2 separate regions of the Pan troglodytes genome follow, and region 2 is linked to region 1. Evidence: chromatin contacts called from public HiChIP or PLAC-seq data. All regions are on one chromosome and are shown on one strand. The core of a region is the stretch at or near the end of the contact, and the rest is flanking DNA. Distances in the headings are between cores, read along the strand shown.

Region 1 (7,462 bases), core at 56-2,555:
CATTTGGTGTCCTTGTTTTCTAACAAATGGCTTTTTCTATTGTTTCCATTAATTTCACCCATATTCGTTTAAAAACAAGGCCCTTATCCTCATCAGCAAAACACAGATGTATGATTTAGCATATAAAATCGGTAATTACATACTAATTTACGAAAGATTTTTTTTTCCTCCTTTTCGTCAGTTTTCAAGAAGTCTTCCCGTGATTAACTGTAAACAGGAATGGTTTACATCTCAAATTAGAAGCCATTAATTAGCATGACGAAGTCAACTGCAAGATACACAGATTATTTAAATTATTTAATCACTATTCACCTTGGCTAAACTGTAGTATACTCTTTCAATATCCTTCGGCAGGTTATCGATCTGTCACTAAATTACATCCAGATCAGTTAGACATGAATATTAGCGTCCTTTCCTTTCCCTCAGGTTTACATTCTCCCTTCTCGTAAACACTTAAAAAAGCTTTAAGGTTCTTTAATTCCAAATACCTAATTAGCCATCACTAGCCTTTTTGTAATAAGGAAAAAGAGTATCTGAAGTACAAATCAAGAGTTCGCTTTGCCCGTTTAACAATAAAAAACATTTAAAAAACGTACGCCAAAGGCAATGGCAGTAATAAAAGAAATATGCAGAGGTGGCTTCAGCAAATAACGGGTTTGCAAAACGCAAGTGCTTAACAAAAAGCAGCCCAAACCTCTATTGCAATATACAGCACTCCAATAAATTACACAACACTTGCATAGGCTGCAGAAATAACGCAGGACAAGACTTACACAGATGCCAATCCGCAGCATTTATACACATGCACATGGCAAGAGACAGAAACCAAACACTATCATTCAACTCGGGAAGGGTAGCGCGATCCCGAGCTTGCCCAGCGTGAGAGTGCTCTCTGCGTGTGTGTCTGTGTACGCGCGTGAGTGAGACCCATCCTTGGGGCATTTCCCCTCTCTGGGCAGTTTTGCTTCATTTGTTTCCTATTTCTGCTACATAGAAACTAACTTCCATCTCAGCTCCAGCCAGCGCCGCTGAATAGAGCCTGTGCTGCGGCTCCGTGTGCGTCAGATCCCTCCGCGGAGCCGTCCCCGGCCCCCTCCCTGCCACTATCGGCCTCCACAGAGAAAGCGCCTTCCAGCCAACCGGCGGCTTGGGCTCCGACATCTTCTCCGACTGGAAATAAATAAATAAATCGCACGCCCTGCGGGGAGGAGCGGGTGGGGGGTCTCACTGTGCCGCGTGCGGAGCGCTGGGGACGACGGGTCGGAGGCACTCTTTTTTAGCGCCGGGAGGCGGGGGCGCGGGCCGGAGCCGGGGCCGAGCCCGGGGCCGCGAAGGCGGCGGACTCCTTTCTGCGGCGGAGGGATCCGCGGCGGAGGCGGCCACGGCCGTAGCCGCTGCCTGAGAGTTGTTGTTTCCTCCTCCTCCTCCTCCGCCTCCGCCGCCGTTGCTTGAATGGTGGAGCCGAAGCTCGGCTCGTGAACACACACTGACAGCTATAGGGCAGGCGGCGGCACCGTCCCCGCTTCCCCTCGGCGGCGGGGTGTCCCGTCGGCGGCCCTGAAGTGACCCATAAACATGTCTTGTGAGAGGAAAGGCCTCTCGGAGCTGCGATCGGGTAAGTCGGGGGGCTGCCGGGGCCGCTGGCACCGGGCGATTCCGCCCGCGGTCCCCCGCCCCCCGCCGCCCGACCGCTCAGCCTGTGTGTCTCCCCGTCCCTCTCTCCCGCGCAGAGCTCTACTTCCTCATCGCCCGGTTCCTGGAAGATGGACCCTGTCAGCAGGCGGCTCAGGTACGGCGGCGCGCGGCGCGGGCCGGGCCGGCGCTCGCCGCTCGCGGGCGTGGGGGAGGGAGGCGGCGGCGGCGGGGCCGCGGCCCGGGGCGCGGGGCTCAGCTCTCCCCGCTTTGTTGTTGCAGGTGCTGATCCGCGAGGTGGCCGAGAAGGAGGTAAGGGCGGCGGCGGCCCGGCGCGTCCCGCCGCCGCGCGGCCGCCTCTGGGCCGCTGCGCCGCCGCTGCCGCCGCCGCCAGGGCGCGGGGCGCGGGGCTCGGGGTCCCCGCCGGGGCGCGGGGCGGGCGGGGGAGGGGAGCGGGCGGGTAGGGGCCGGGGGCCGGGCTCACGGGGTGTCCTCTCCCCGCAGCTGCTGCCCCGGCGCACCGACTGGACCGGGAAGGAGCATCCCAGGACCTACCAGAATCTGGTGAGACATTCACGTCGCAGAGCAAAGAAACTTTTCCCTGAGTCGAATAAAAATTGAATTTCCCGCAATTTTTTACAGAGACAAAAACTTGGCCCTAGAACGTGAAAGCTCCAAAGGCCATGGGGAGGGTTGGGAGGCCGGCGCGGGGTCTGCGGGGGCCAGTGGCCGGGGGTACTCGTACTCCGGGGCCGCAGGGGCTGCGGACAATTTATTTGTGATATTTTGTTAATGTGCTAGAAATAAAGATACGTCATGAGTGTTGTGCAGTGCAAGGCCGGAGGAGGAGGGGCCGGCGCGCGCGTCCGTGCGGGCGCGGGGGCGCGCGAGAGTCGGCGGCGGCGGGAGCGGCGCGAAGAGGGAGAGCGCGCTCGCTCGTTCGCTTGCTCGCTCTGCACGCGCGGCCGGCTCGGCTTTCTCCTGCCCTACACAATAGCTGGTGACTAACTGCTCCGAAGTGGCATTAGCATTTCACAAGCAGGCTATCCAGCCGCTGCGGTACCGTGGCAAGACATTATTTTTTCCCCCTCTGTCGTTTATTTTGTTTTCCTTACATTCAGTCCTGGGTTTTTTGTTGGAAGGATTCTGATGTGTGATGATAGTTGGTCAGTGCTTCGCCTTGCATTTACTAAAACACATCTTTGCAGAAGTGTAAAGCCTGTAATTCCCCAAAACCAGAAGTTTAGTAGGCTTTTTTTAATTCTTATGGTATGCCTCTCGTTTAATTAAAAATTATTATTGGAGTACACTGAAGAGTTTTGATTTTTGTCCGCATATTTACTGTGGGATGGAACTTGGCCTATGAAAGTTGTGTTTATATTGGGACATATTTTGTTTAATAGCTTAAAAACCTTAATTTTGTGGGTTGTCAAAATGAGTATTTTAGGAATCTTTAAAAATTGCTTTTCAGAAGTGGATTTATCACTTCAGTATTGTGATTGGAAGTTACTTTAAAGGAGCTATATTTTCTGTAACACTTTCTCCTAAACTGATACAGGTTCGTTGTGTGAATATGTGTGTGGGGCAGTTAAAGCAGTCGCACCGGACCCACCAAGCCTTTGAAATTTATGTAGTGCGTTGATTTTATGAGGCTTTTGTAACTGTTTTGAGATAGTTATGATTACTAATGTTACTTCATCAGAACTTCTCTAATGACTGGGAAGTTTCAGCGAGCTTAGAATGAGTGTCTTTTGTGAGGTGAAAGCAGGACATGATTATAATGGCGCTTTTTTGGTATGTAGTATATTTCCTAACTTTTGTGTATAAATCTCTTGTGGTTTAATATAAGTTGTTGATAACCGCTCACGGCTGTTGAAATAAGCAAGGGTACTGAGGTTTAATACATCTAATGGAGATTTAACAGTGTATTAGTGTATTCATTTTCACACTGAACGTGTGTTAATTTTCAAGGAGTGATTTGGGTTACTTTCATTCAATTCTTGGCCAAAGTGAATGGAGCTGGAAGTAAACTCCAAGATTTACTAATTTGAAATTAATTTTTAGGTTTACAAATATTTGATAGAAGTCTTCGTGAATTTACATGTCTTCCTTGATATTTGAAAAAATTATCGCAAAGATTATAATACATTTTTAAGATGGGGCAGGTTTTACAAAACTCGTCTTTGCATCTGCTTTTACATCTGTGCATCTCTTGAAAACCCACTAACCTTAAGTCACTGAGGAATGCTGCATTTTCTTATCTTTTGGTAATGTTACATTTTTTAAATGAAGCAGCTTAATGTTATCTGGCTAAATTATGGTAATGGCTAATCCTCGTAGGAATATCATTTTGTTTTTTTTTTTTTCAGTAAAAATGAGCTATCAATTTTGATTTTGAGTTAATTTAATTTTGGGGGGGAGGGTGGGGGGAGGAATTATTAGTAAAGTGAATTTCTATCCCTAGTCTGCATCTCAGATTTAAGATACAGTAAGCATTCTTTCTATCTATGTATTATGCTCAAAATTCACCTATTTTGAATGGAAGTGGTTTTTCTTGCTTGGAGTTTTCTCCTTACTAGAACAGGAACGTTGGCATACTCATCAGACAGTTTAGAAATCTTATTAGAACTTGGAGTTCTTTGACTCGTTTTCTCTTTTCATTCATTCAGCATATTGCTTACTCTATATCTACTGGATGCAAGGTACCATTTGAGGTGCTTTCTCATCCATCAAACTGTATATCTAGGTGTGTGAGTTAACTTTATTTTACCTTTTTAGTTGAGATTTAGTTAGGTCTAAAAACATTTGGAACACTGGATTTTTTTGTTCAATAGTAGATCTCGCTGTTTAATATCTAAGTCAGCACATGCAAAGTCTCTTGTACAGTATTTTCTATTTTAATTCTTCTGACTTAAAAAGTTTTACGTTGTTGTATATCGAGTTGAATTTATTTAACATTGATTTGAAAATTACTTGTTGAGTCATTAGTTTCTACTCTACCTGGAAATGATTTGTTGTATTAACTAATAAACTGAGCAATATTTTAAATGGGAGAACTCATATATCACATCGCATTGAAATTTCTAGGAAACCTCAAATTATTGCTGCTTAAAATGGGGTGTAATATTTGTAGATGTGAATTTAAAAATAGGCACTGATCATCTGTAGTTAGTCTAGTTACAATCGCAATGGTTGAATTTTAATCAAGAGGAAAGTAGAATTTTAAGAGCAGTTTTAAAAGTTTGCAGGTTAAAATTGATGCGTTCATTTCAAGTGTGATTGAGAAAGGAAATGGTCGTATCTTATGGTTGTTTCTGTCTCTGGTATAAAACATGACTGATTATCACCATCTACCTTAAGATTTAAAACATTTTTAACAAAGTAAATGGAATTGGATAGGAAGCTAAAAGTTGTTTTTGGTACTATGGTATACGTTTAATTAGATTTTAGATTTTTTAAAATATGAGATTTATTTTAAAGAAAAGGGGCACTTTTTCCAAGTATCAGAATTCTTAAACTGTAGAATAAAAAACTTTTTTTTTGGACGAAAGGAAAGCTTTGTCATTTGTTTATTTCTTAGTTTGAATAGTGAATCTAGTTAGTTTATTAAGTCTGCTTTCTAGTTGTCACTTAATGATGATTGCATATTTACGAGATCTAGAGGCAGAATTTTCAAGCATTTTACCGAATTTGGCACTCTCTTGATGACGTTTTTTCTTGTAAGACTTCTCTTTTTTCCCCCCAAGAACTAGTTCATGTTTGCCAATCTGTTAAAATGATTTAATTTTTTCCTTGTAAAATAGTGATACTTGCCTTTCTTAAAATTATTCCACTTTATTAGAAATCTTTTTTGTTTGTTTGCTTGTTTGTTTTAAGTGAAAGGATTGGGAGTCAGGAGATGTGGATTGTGGTTTTAAGCCCCGCTGACAGTTAAACTGTAGGTAATCTTGGGCAAGTCATGGAATTTCTCTTTGTCCCAGTTATCTCATTTGAAAAATAAGTGGATTGAAATTTTTTCAATCTGAAAATCTGTGATTTTGAACTAGAAATAGCAGTACATTGTATTTAAGAACTAAGCTTTATTTCATTCTTAGAGCTTAGTTTTCCAAAACACAGAAAAGTAGAAATCACATAGGTTACAAAATTATATAAATGCTTTTCATAGTGCCATTCTTTGGTGGTAATATCATTTCTTGTTGCAAAGATGATTTGAGACACTAACTACGTTGTAAAAGGCCCCAAAATTACCATGATTTCCATCATAGTTTAAGTACTGGTTTTCATTATTGTTGGTCTCAAATTCAGAGATGAATAGGAATGATGGATAGGATTTATTTAAGTATATATCTTAGGTATACATTTATTTAGTGTGTGCTGATTAATGTGAAAGTTAAGGTATAAAACCTAGAGACAACTTTCAGGGAAAAAAAAAAGATATCATATTAAATGTTTTAGAAGTAGGGATTCCCGTTCTATATTGAAGATAACATAGTTTCAACACTTGATTATTATAATTTTTTGGGGTTGGGTGAACATGTAATAAAGTAAATGTGTGTAGTTGTAGTAGAGTTACTATTTCCTTTTTTAGTAGAGTATCAATGAAATAGAAGCTTTGCGTGGTAGTCTCTAAAACAGCTTTAATCTCATATGGTCGTTATAATGATGAATAAAATATGTTAGGTGTGAAGGGTTATATGATGAATAAAATGTTAGGTGTGAATATGTTGCTGAGAGGCTGAAGGAGCATTCTTCATTCTTTCTTACATATAGAATTATTCTATTGATGCTTATACCATTTTTTAAAATTTGAGGCATTTACAAACATTTTTAAATGCAATACTTACTATATTGTTAATATTCTTAAATAATTGTAAAGCGGGAGCTGGAATGTCCCTTTCCCAAACCATAATGGTTTTTATTTGATTGTTGTGAGGCAGAATCGTATTGAGGGAGTCTGTTTTCCATTCTGTAAAATGGGCTAATAATAGCTTCTACTTTGTGTGGTCTGTGAGTAATAACTGGCATGAATCAAGTACTATGTAAGGGTTTTGGTTTGCTATTATCAGAACTTTAGTAGTGGTAGTAAAGGTTGTTCCGCTTAGAGCTTTATAATAAAGTTTTCTTTAAGAAAAGCATTTACATTTTTATTCCAGGCACAAGTATGTATGTACTTTCTGAACATAGAATCTGCAGTATAAAAAGGCCACATTAAAAATTCAGAAGAGTCCAGGTGTGGTGGCTCATGCCTGTAATCCCAGTACTTTGGGAGGCCATGAGTTGGAGACCAGCCTGGACAAAATGGAAAACCCCATCTCTACAAAAACTAAAAAAAAAAATTAGCCAGGTGTAGTGGCGCATGCCTGTAGTCCCAATTACCCCGAAGGCTGAGGTGAGAGGATCGCCTGAGCCCAGGGAGGTTGAAGCTGCAATAAGCTGTGCCCCATGCCACTGCCCTCCAGCCTGGACGACACAGTGATACCCTGTCTCAAGAAAAGAAAAAAATAAATCTTCGGAAGATACTGTAATTACTTTATAGACTCAAGGATGAAACAGGTCTAAAAAATAAAGGAAAAATGTTTAGTTAATACCAAAAATAAATCATGGTTAAGGCATTGTGGATAGACCTCTGGAAAAATTGTGCTACTGATTTCTACTGTGACTTGTTTTTATGGAACACTGAACATTAAGAAATAATTTGGGTGGTTGACATATCCTGAATGGATTAGAGAATATGCAAAGCTTTTTTTCTTTGGGTAATCATCAAATGACATTTAGGAATATATGAAGAGAATTTGGCTATGGCGTCTGCCTCCTTCTATACAGTTATTTG
Region 2 (7,583 bases), core at 191-2,690, 160 kb before region 1:
TTTGAAAGGGCATGCATTGGCTAAAGATGTGGTAATAGGAGCATTAAAAAGGTAATAATAATGATAGCAATACACTGATGCACACCAAATATGTAAAAATCCATGAGTTCATAAAGATGTTCCAAAAAAGAAAGTAATCAACCACCTCTGGAGTGTGCTAGATCAATTAATGTATTCTGAAAATTACTAAAGAAAAAGTGAAATATTAAACTTCATTGCTTTTTTAATACATATTTAATACATGATATTTTTAATACATATTTGCAGACTCTGTGTTACCAAAGTGGATTTGGCCATATTTGTAATGTAAGGCTTCAACACATTTTCCTATGATGTGAGCTTTGCCTGCTAAGATGATTCTGAAACTAACTTTGCCCAATTTTGCTTTTTCTATAATTTCATATGAATGAAATCATTCAGTGTGGTCTTTTGTATTTGACTTCTTTCATACAGCGCTTTGTTTTTGATATTCATCCATGTAGGAAAATTTTTTATTGTTTTTTATTGCTGAATAGTATTCCACTACATGTGCTCATCACAATTTGCTTACCCATTCACTAGCGCTTTTCCTGCATCTGCTGAAAGGATTGTTTTTCCCCCTTTATTCTATTAATTCTGCCAATTACATTGATTGATTCTCAGATATTAAAAAAGCAGCTTTGCATTACCAAGATAAGCCCCACAGGTCATGATGTATTGTCCCTTTAAATGTTTTTGAGTTTCATTTACTAAAATTTTGTTCACGACTTTTGTGTCTATGTTTATGAGTGATATTGGTCTGTAACTCTCTTTTGAAGTCTTTCACTGGTTTTGGTATCAGAGTAAATCTGATCTCATAAAATGAATTCAGAAATATTTTTGCAATGCTCATTTTATGCCTTGCAGAACTTTGAGAAATATTATGCATAAAGTGTAACATGACGGGTGTCATTCAAATATATGTCTCAAATATAAAATAATCAGTTTTTGCCTTGTTCTTTCTTTTCCTAATTTCTGTAACAAACATGTCCCATTCGTCTTCACATCTAGTTTGAAGTTAGCTGAATTAGTGAGTGATTTATAATCACAGATTTTAGAAAATTAGAGCTAAGTGATTTTAGGGACTGTTGTCACTATGTATCTGGGGGGGAAACTGAGGCCTTTAGAGGTTGCCACGCTCTTCAGTACAGAGTACCTTCCCACGCTTTACAGGTTCCCATCACGTAACATTAATTAAAAGCCTTTATGGGTAGGAAATGTATAAAGTACCTGCTGTGTATATATTTACATTATAAAGTTTACGTATTCATTCTTACTCTTTTTCCTTCCTATGAAGACACACACTGTTCTAATTCTTACAATCTCAAAGACAGAGCAGCGAAACAATGAAACTTCAGGATTGTGTGGCCTGGAGGCTACTAGTTGAACTGGGCATGCTCAGTCGCCAGGCAGATTTTTTTCGGTGAAGTGGAAACTACAACAGCGCGTACCGCGCGCGGAGGTGGGCGTGCCCTCGTGGAATTTAGAACGTTGCCTCAGCCAATGGGGCCTCGCGGCCGGCTGGCGGGGCTCCTCATTGGAGCAGCAGGGAGGCGAGCAGAGGGCCCCCAGAGGGAGCCGCGGAGGTGCAGTTCGAAGAGGCCGGGCTACGTCGTGCCCTGCGCGTGAGCAGCTGCAGCGGCAGAGGCAGCATCCAGCGGCGGCGCCAGCAGTTCCAGTCCGTTGCTTTACTTTTTGCTTCACCGACATAGTCATTATGCCGAAGAGAAAGGTAAGTCTTACCAAAAAAAGATTTCAAAAGCCTTCAAATTCTGCTTACAGTAAATGCTGGCATTGCAATGGCTCGCGCACAACGCGCGCGGTAGTAACCCGGGGATTGGGAATCTTTGCTCCTCCACGCTTGTTTTTAGATGCCTGTTGCAGACGTTCCTCTCTCCCTCTCCCCCCCACCCACTCCGTCCTCATCGATCTCTTAATGTTACTTTCTCTCCAGTGGCGCGGTTTCCCTTCTTTTTGAACTCATTCTCGCTGGAATGTTTTCCACCCCCAACAACAAGAAGCAAAAGCGGCTTTCCATTCCGAAAGGGAGTTTCCTCTTTGCAAACTGCCAGGTTGCGAATTAGTGTGAAGGGAAAACAGCGAGAGGAGAAAAACAAGTACAAGCGTAAGGAGAGGGAAGAAAATAAATCAGGCAAATGTTGGGATTATTCCCATGCAGCTGTACTCGCGGGCTGGGTGCGCTGCGGTGGCTCCTAGGCTAAGGGAAAGAGAAAGCCATGTTTAAAATAGCGCTCACCCTCCTGCTCGCCTCCGCTGCAGACCCGTATGTACCAACTCCAGTGTCAATCAGGGCTGGGGCCGGCGAGGCGGGGCCTGGCGGCCTGGACCTACCCGCAGTTCGGGTCGGGAGCGGTGGAGTTGGCAGCGTGGAAGACGGGACGGCGCCGGGGCGTCCAATATGGCTCGTCCAAGGTCAGGGGGCCACCAGGTCCTCCCCAGCGACTGGAACCCACACTCGGTTGGGGAAGGCGGGGTCCGCGCGCTATCCGCCCCTCTGCGCGTCTAGCGAACTGGAGTCATTTTTGTCTTGTCTTCCGCCCCTTGCGGACTGTCCCCTTCTGCGCAGGCCCCGGACACCAACTACCACATTCAGGGACACAAATCTCCCTCGGGGTGGGGCTTCGACTTGTCCCGGGGAGGGAAGGGAAAGGTTTCCTCCTCCCTGAGAAATCAGTGTGTGATGGCTGGTTCCTAAGCAAGTGCTTTGCACCCTCCCACCGCCAGCCTCAGTGTTTCCAACAGTGTCAACGAGTGTGGGTATTAAATTTGAAGCAAAATTACACCTAATATCTTGCTTCATCAAAGACCATGGACTAATTTGTGTGTGAGAGTGACTGCATTATTTTAAAATATTGAAGTTTTAAAAATTCAAAAGCTTTCCCCTTCTTATATGTTATTACTAAAAATTGGGTGGAAACTTGTCTCCTACCCCACTTTTTAAAAATAATTGAAAGTGTTTAAAAGTCTTAGAGTTTGTTGTGCACATACTGTGTCCCTCACGCTGTGCAGAATTTGACTTGCATTATCTCATTTAATCCTGAAAACAGCTTGAGCGGTGTTACCCCCATTCAGCTGGGACTTAAAGATATAAATTGCCCTGCATCTCACCAACCAGTAACTACTAGTAAAGATTTAATCAGATGCTATAGATGCCAAAGTCTTATTCTCACCCATTTCGTACTCACTACGAAAGGGTGGGTCAAGAGGAATTAAGGAAATCCAAAGGTACTCCCAGTTTAAGAAGACAGATGGCATATTAAGAGCACTAATACTTGAGATTTATTATTTAAACTTAATTTTATGAAGGTATTTTCTAGCCCTGTTTTACTAGAATTAGGATATTAAGCGATGTCACCATTTTCAGCATTTTGACTGAGGGTTAATGATGGATTGGAAATTCTAGTAGAGACAAAGGAACTAATCATCAAGATACGGGTTACAGAGTAAGTGAGCTGGAGGCCATCTTTTTTTACTGGGAATTATAACAACTGTTTACAAAACAGTAGGTTAGGTGTGCACACTTTATGTATAATGGACCCTGACGATGGAACCCTTCCTTGCTGTTTATTCAAGGGCCAGAGCTGCTGAAACCATTATTCTTACTTCCCCTGTCTACCTCTCTCAAGGAGACAGAGGGAAGGGAAAAAAAAAAAAACTAAAATAACAGTAAAATTACAGCTACAGTTTTATTTCCCTGGAAGGCAGGGAACCCCCATGCATAAGCTAGCCAATGGTCCTGAGACTAGGGGCAAAACTGTGTACAGGCACCTGTGTGTCATTCCTGAGGACATCAGAGTGTTCTCCGGTGATGGAAAACCTCTCCTTGATTAATAGGAAGGCTTTCCATTTATACCTGAAGCCTAACGACCTCAGTTGGTACCTGGGCAGGAACAACCTCAGATTAAACACGGCGATCATGGCCATCCATCTATCAGTCAAGTCTTAGAGCAGCCTCATGGAATCCTGAAGTTCACTGGAACTTATGTGAGGAACCACTGTCATTAGGTAAAGCCTGCTTAGATACAAAAAAGAACTGGAGACAATCCATGCATAGCTCTTCAAGATCTTCAAAGCTGGGGTAACTGCCAAAGCATTTACATACTACACAATATTTTTCTTGATTAAAGAACTGTCTGCTCTACAATATAATAAGCTTTTAAAATGTCCCCATAGTACTTTTTTGCCTTCTTAGCCCCCTGTATCAACCTTTCCTAGAAATCAAGAAATGTTATTTAATGAACATCTGAGTAAGTTGTTCTGCAGAGCAAGAAGTGGTACAGGTAAAGTCAATGAAAACATCTGGAATCCTAGCCCTGTTGTAATGCTGTAGGGACATACAGTTTTTGCCCTCTTGGAACTTGTGTTTAATTCAATGAGGTGATAAGACTAGCAGCACAAAACAGTTGAATAACATTAAAACTGTGTATATGTTCCAGAATGTGTAGTTATAGATCCCACAAGCAGTAGGACAGATAAGGAAAGTTAACTTTAGGCTGGTCTTAAAAGTGTGGGTAGGACTCAAATATACAAAGAAGTCAGAGTCATTTTTTGTTACCAGGTATTCAAGTGTGTCTCCTGATTGTATCTTAACATGACCAGGCCTCAGTTTTGCAACTTCAGGGCTGTAATATCATCTGAATTAATATTAAAATGTTCTGATGACATTTCTTTGTAAGTTTTATGTGTATCTTTGTGTGTGATAGTCATAACTACATTAAGCCAAGTGGTTTTTTATAAATGCCATAGTATTTTGTGAAGTAATAGAGCATTTAGTGAAGAGTTCTTCAGTGCATATTATCTCTAAGTTTGTGAGATGTAAATAAAAGTGAGTTTCCTGTATTTTTTAGATAATGGATGGTGGGTGAGTGGAATTACAGGGGAAATGATAACATTCATGGACTCAGTGGTGAGACAATGAGTGATTGAGTTCTAGGCTGTTCTGGCCAGACATCCACAAATGCCCGCAGTGGTCATGTTGTTATGTGATGATTTGATGTTCTACGAAGAGACATGAGCCAGCGAGGCCTAGAGTCACAGTCCTGGCATGATTAGCGACAGGAAACACATTTTTACCTCTTTCTTTTTATTAATATTTTCCAGTTCCTTATCACTAGAACTATTTTAAATGTCTAGTGTATCACATCAGAAATTCTCTAATGAGGCAATTTTCCATGAATGTGGCATGTAAGCAGTCATGTCTCTTGACACTTAAAGGTTTAAGGAAGGAAAGCCCATCTGCCTCTAGCTTTGAAACTCAAAATTAGGTTTTTATCTGTTTCCTTAAAATGGAAGGCCCAGTAGCAGTAGCATTGGGCTTATTAGCACAGGGGATGCTTAACTAACCATGATCAAGGTTTGTGATAGTTAATTTTGAAAAGAATATTACTTGTCATAACACCAAAAACAGAAACTGTAAATGAAAACACAGATAAATTTGGCTACATGAAAATGAATATTTCAATATGGAAAAAAAAACTGTTAACAAAATTTTTAAATTTATGAAAAACTGGGAAAAAATATTTGTACCACATATCACTGAAAAAGGTTTGCTGTTTTAAAAAGATAGCATCTCACATTTCCTTATGGAAAAGATGTATATCTTTATAGGAAAATAATGAAGACTCAAGTAGACAGAAATGTTTGGTTTTACTAGAAATCAAAGAAATGTACAATATTAAGAATAATGAGATGTAATTTTTAAAATAACCAATCTGGTTTAAAAAAAGATTAAAAACCTACTGGCTAGTGCTGAGGGAAATAGACACTCAGGACTCTCAGTTATGAGAGTATAATTTCCTTTAAAACATTTATTGAGTATAATCTACTTACTATAAAGTCCATTCATCCATTCGAAGTATACAATTCAGTGATTTTTAGTAAAGTATAGAGTTGCGCAACCATTATCATAATCCAGTTTTGTAACATTTCCATCATTCCACAAAGGTCCCTCATGGAGTTTATAGCCAATCCCCACTCCCAGCCTAGCCCTAGGCACTAATCTACTTTTGCTGTGTCTAGATTTGCCTTTTCTGGAAATTTTATTTAAAAGAAATAATACAATATGTAGTCTTTTGCGACTGATTTTTTCACTCAGCATGATGTTTTTGAGATCAGTTTGTGTTGTAGCATATATCAGTACATCATTCTTTTTTATTGTCCAATAGTGTTCCATTGTATGGATATACTCGTTTTTGTTTATCCTTTCACAAGTTGATGGACATTTGGATTGTTCCAGGTTTGGATTATTATCAATAATGCTGCTGTGAATATTTGTAAATAAGTGATTGCATGTACATATATTTTCATTTCTCTTGGGAAGATTTCTAAGAGTAGAACTGGCGGGTGGTATGAAAGTCTATGCTTATCATTTTTTTTTTTTTTTTGGAGGCGGAGTCTGGCTCAGTCGCCCAGACTGGAGGGCAGTAGCGCGATCTCAGCTCACTGCAAGCTCCGCCTCCCGGGTTCACACCATTCTCCTGCCTCAGCCTCCCGAGTAGCTGGGACTACAGGCGCCCGCCACTGCGCCCGGCTAATTTTTTTGTATTTTTAGTATACATGGGGTTTCACCGTGTTAGCCAGGATGGTCTTGATCTCCTGACCTCGTGATCCGCCCGTCTCGGCCTCCCAAAGTGCTGGGATTACAGGTGTGAGCCACGGCGCCCGGCCGTCTATGTTTAACATTTTAAGGAACCTCCAAACTGTTTTCCAAAGTGCATGCGTTCTAATTTCAACATACTTGTTCATACTTGGTATTGTTGATTTTTTGCTTATAGAGATTCTAATGAATTTTAATTTATATTTCTGTAATAACTACTGACAATAAGCATCTTTTCACGTGTTTACTAGCATAATGTGTATCATATGTGAAATGTCTATTCAGATATTTTGCCCATTTTTAATTGGGTTGTCTTATTATTGAAAGAGTTCTTTATAAGTCTGAGATACAAGTCCCTTATCAGATATATGATTCGTAGATATATTCTCCCAGTTTGTGACTTAAAAATATTTTTTTTTTCTTAATGGTGTCTTTTGAAGAACAAAAGTTTTTAATTTTGATGAAATCCATTTAGTGTTATATCTAATAAATCTTTGCCTAATTCAAGGTTATGGATATTTTCTCATAGAGGTTTTTTACTTTTAACTCTTATATTTAGGTATGTTATCCATTTTGAATTAATTTTGTGTGTGGTATGAGGTAAGGGTTTAAATTCATTTTTTTGCTTGTAGAAATCCAATTATCTCAGCACCATTTGTTGAAAAGACCATCCCTTCTCTACTGAATTGCCTACGCACCTTTGTTGAAGCTCCTTCATAAATGTAAAACTTTATTTCTGGACACTCAATTATGTTTTATGGTCTGTATGTCTGTTCTTATAACAGTGCTACACTATCTTGGCTAGGTGAGCAGTGGCTCACACCTGTAATCCCCACAGTTTGAGAGGCTGAGGCAGGAGGATCACTTGAGGTCAGGAGTTTGAGACCAGCTTGGGCAACATAGCGAGACGTCATCTCTACAAAAAATTTAAAAACTACGCTATCTTGGT

What was found. HiChIP or PLAC-seq counts read pairs in DNA pulled down with a chosen protein or histone mark.
Region 2: a contact with region 1 is called in an H3K4me3 HiChIP or PLAC-seq map of stem cell-derived excitatory neurons, with 6 times the contacts expected there. The contact joins the promoter of HMGN3 here to the promoter of PHIP in region 1. A contact is called at or near these places in 2 of 7 Hi-C or Micro-C datasets (induced pluripotent stem cells and stem cell-derived neural progenitor cells) and 1 of 1 datasets of contacts at active chromatin or transcription factors (stem cell-derived excitatory neurons).

Annotation. Positions count from the first base shown.
Region 1 is chr5:91,042,684-91,050,145 of NHGRI_mPanTro3-v2.0_pri, reverse strand. It overlaps PHIP (pleckstrin homology domain interacting protein), which reads left to right and starts at 1,305. Exons shown (of 40, transcript XM_016955892.4): 1 at 1,305-1,615; 2 at 1,731-1,789; 3 at 1,915-1,944; 4 at 2,137-2,196. The coding sequence starts at 1,576.
Region 2 is chr5:91,199,287-91,206,869 of NHGRI_mPanTro3-v2.0_pri, reverse strand. HMGN3 (high mobility group nucleosomal binding domain 3) reads left to right here and starts at 1,440. Exons shown (of 6, transcript XM_009451583.5): 1 at 1,440-1,750. The coding sequence starts at 1,736.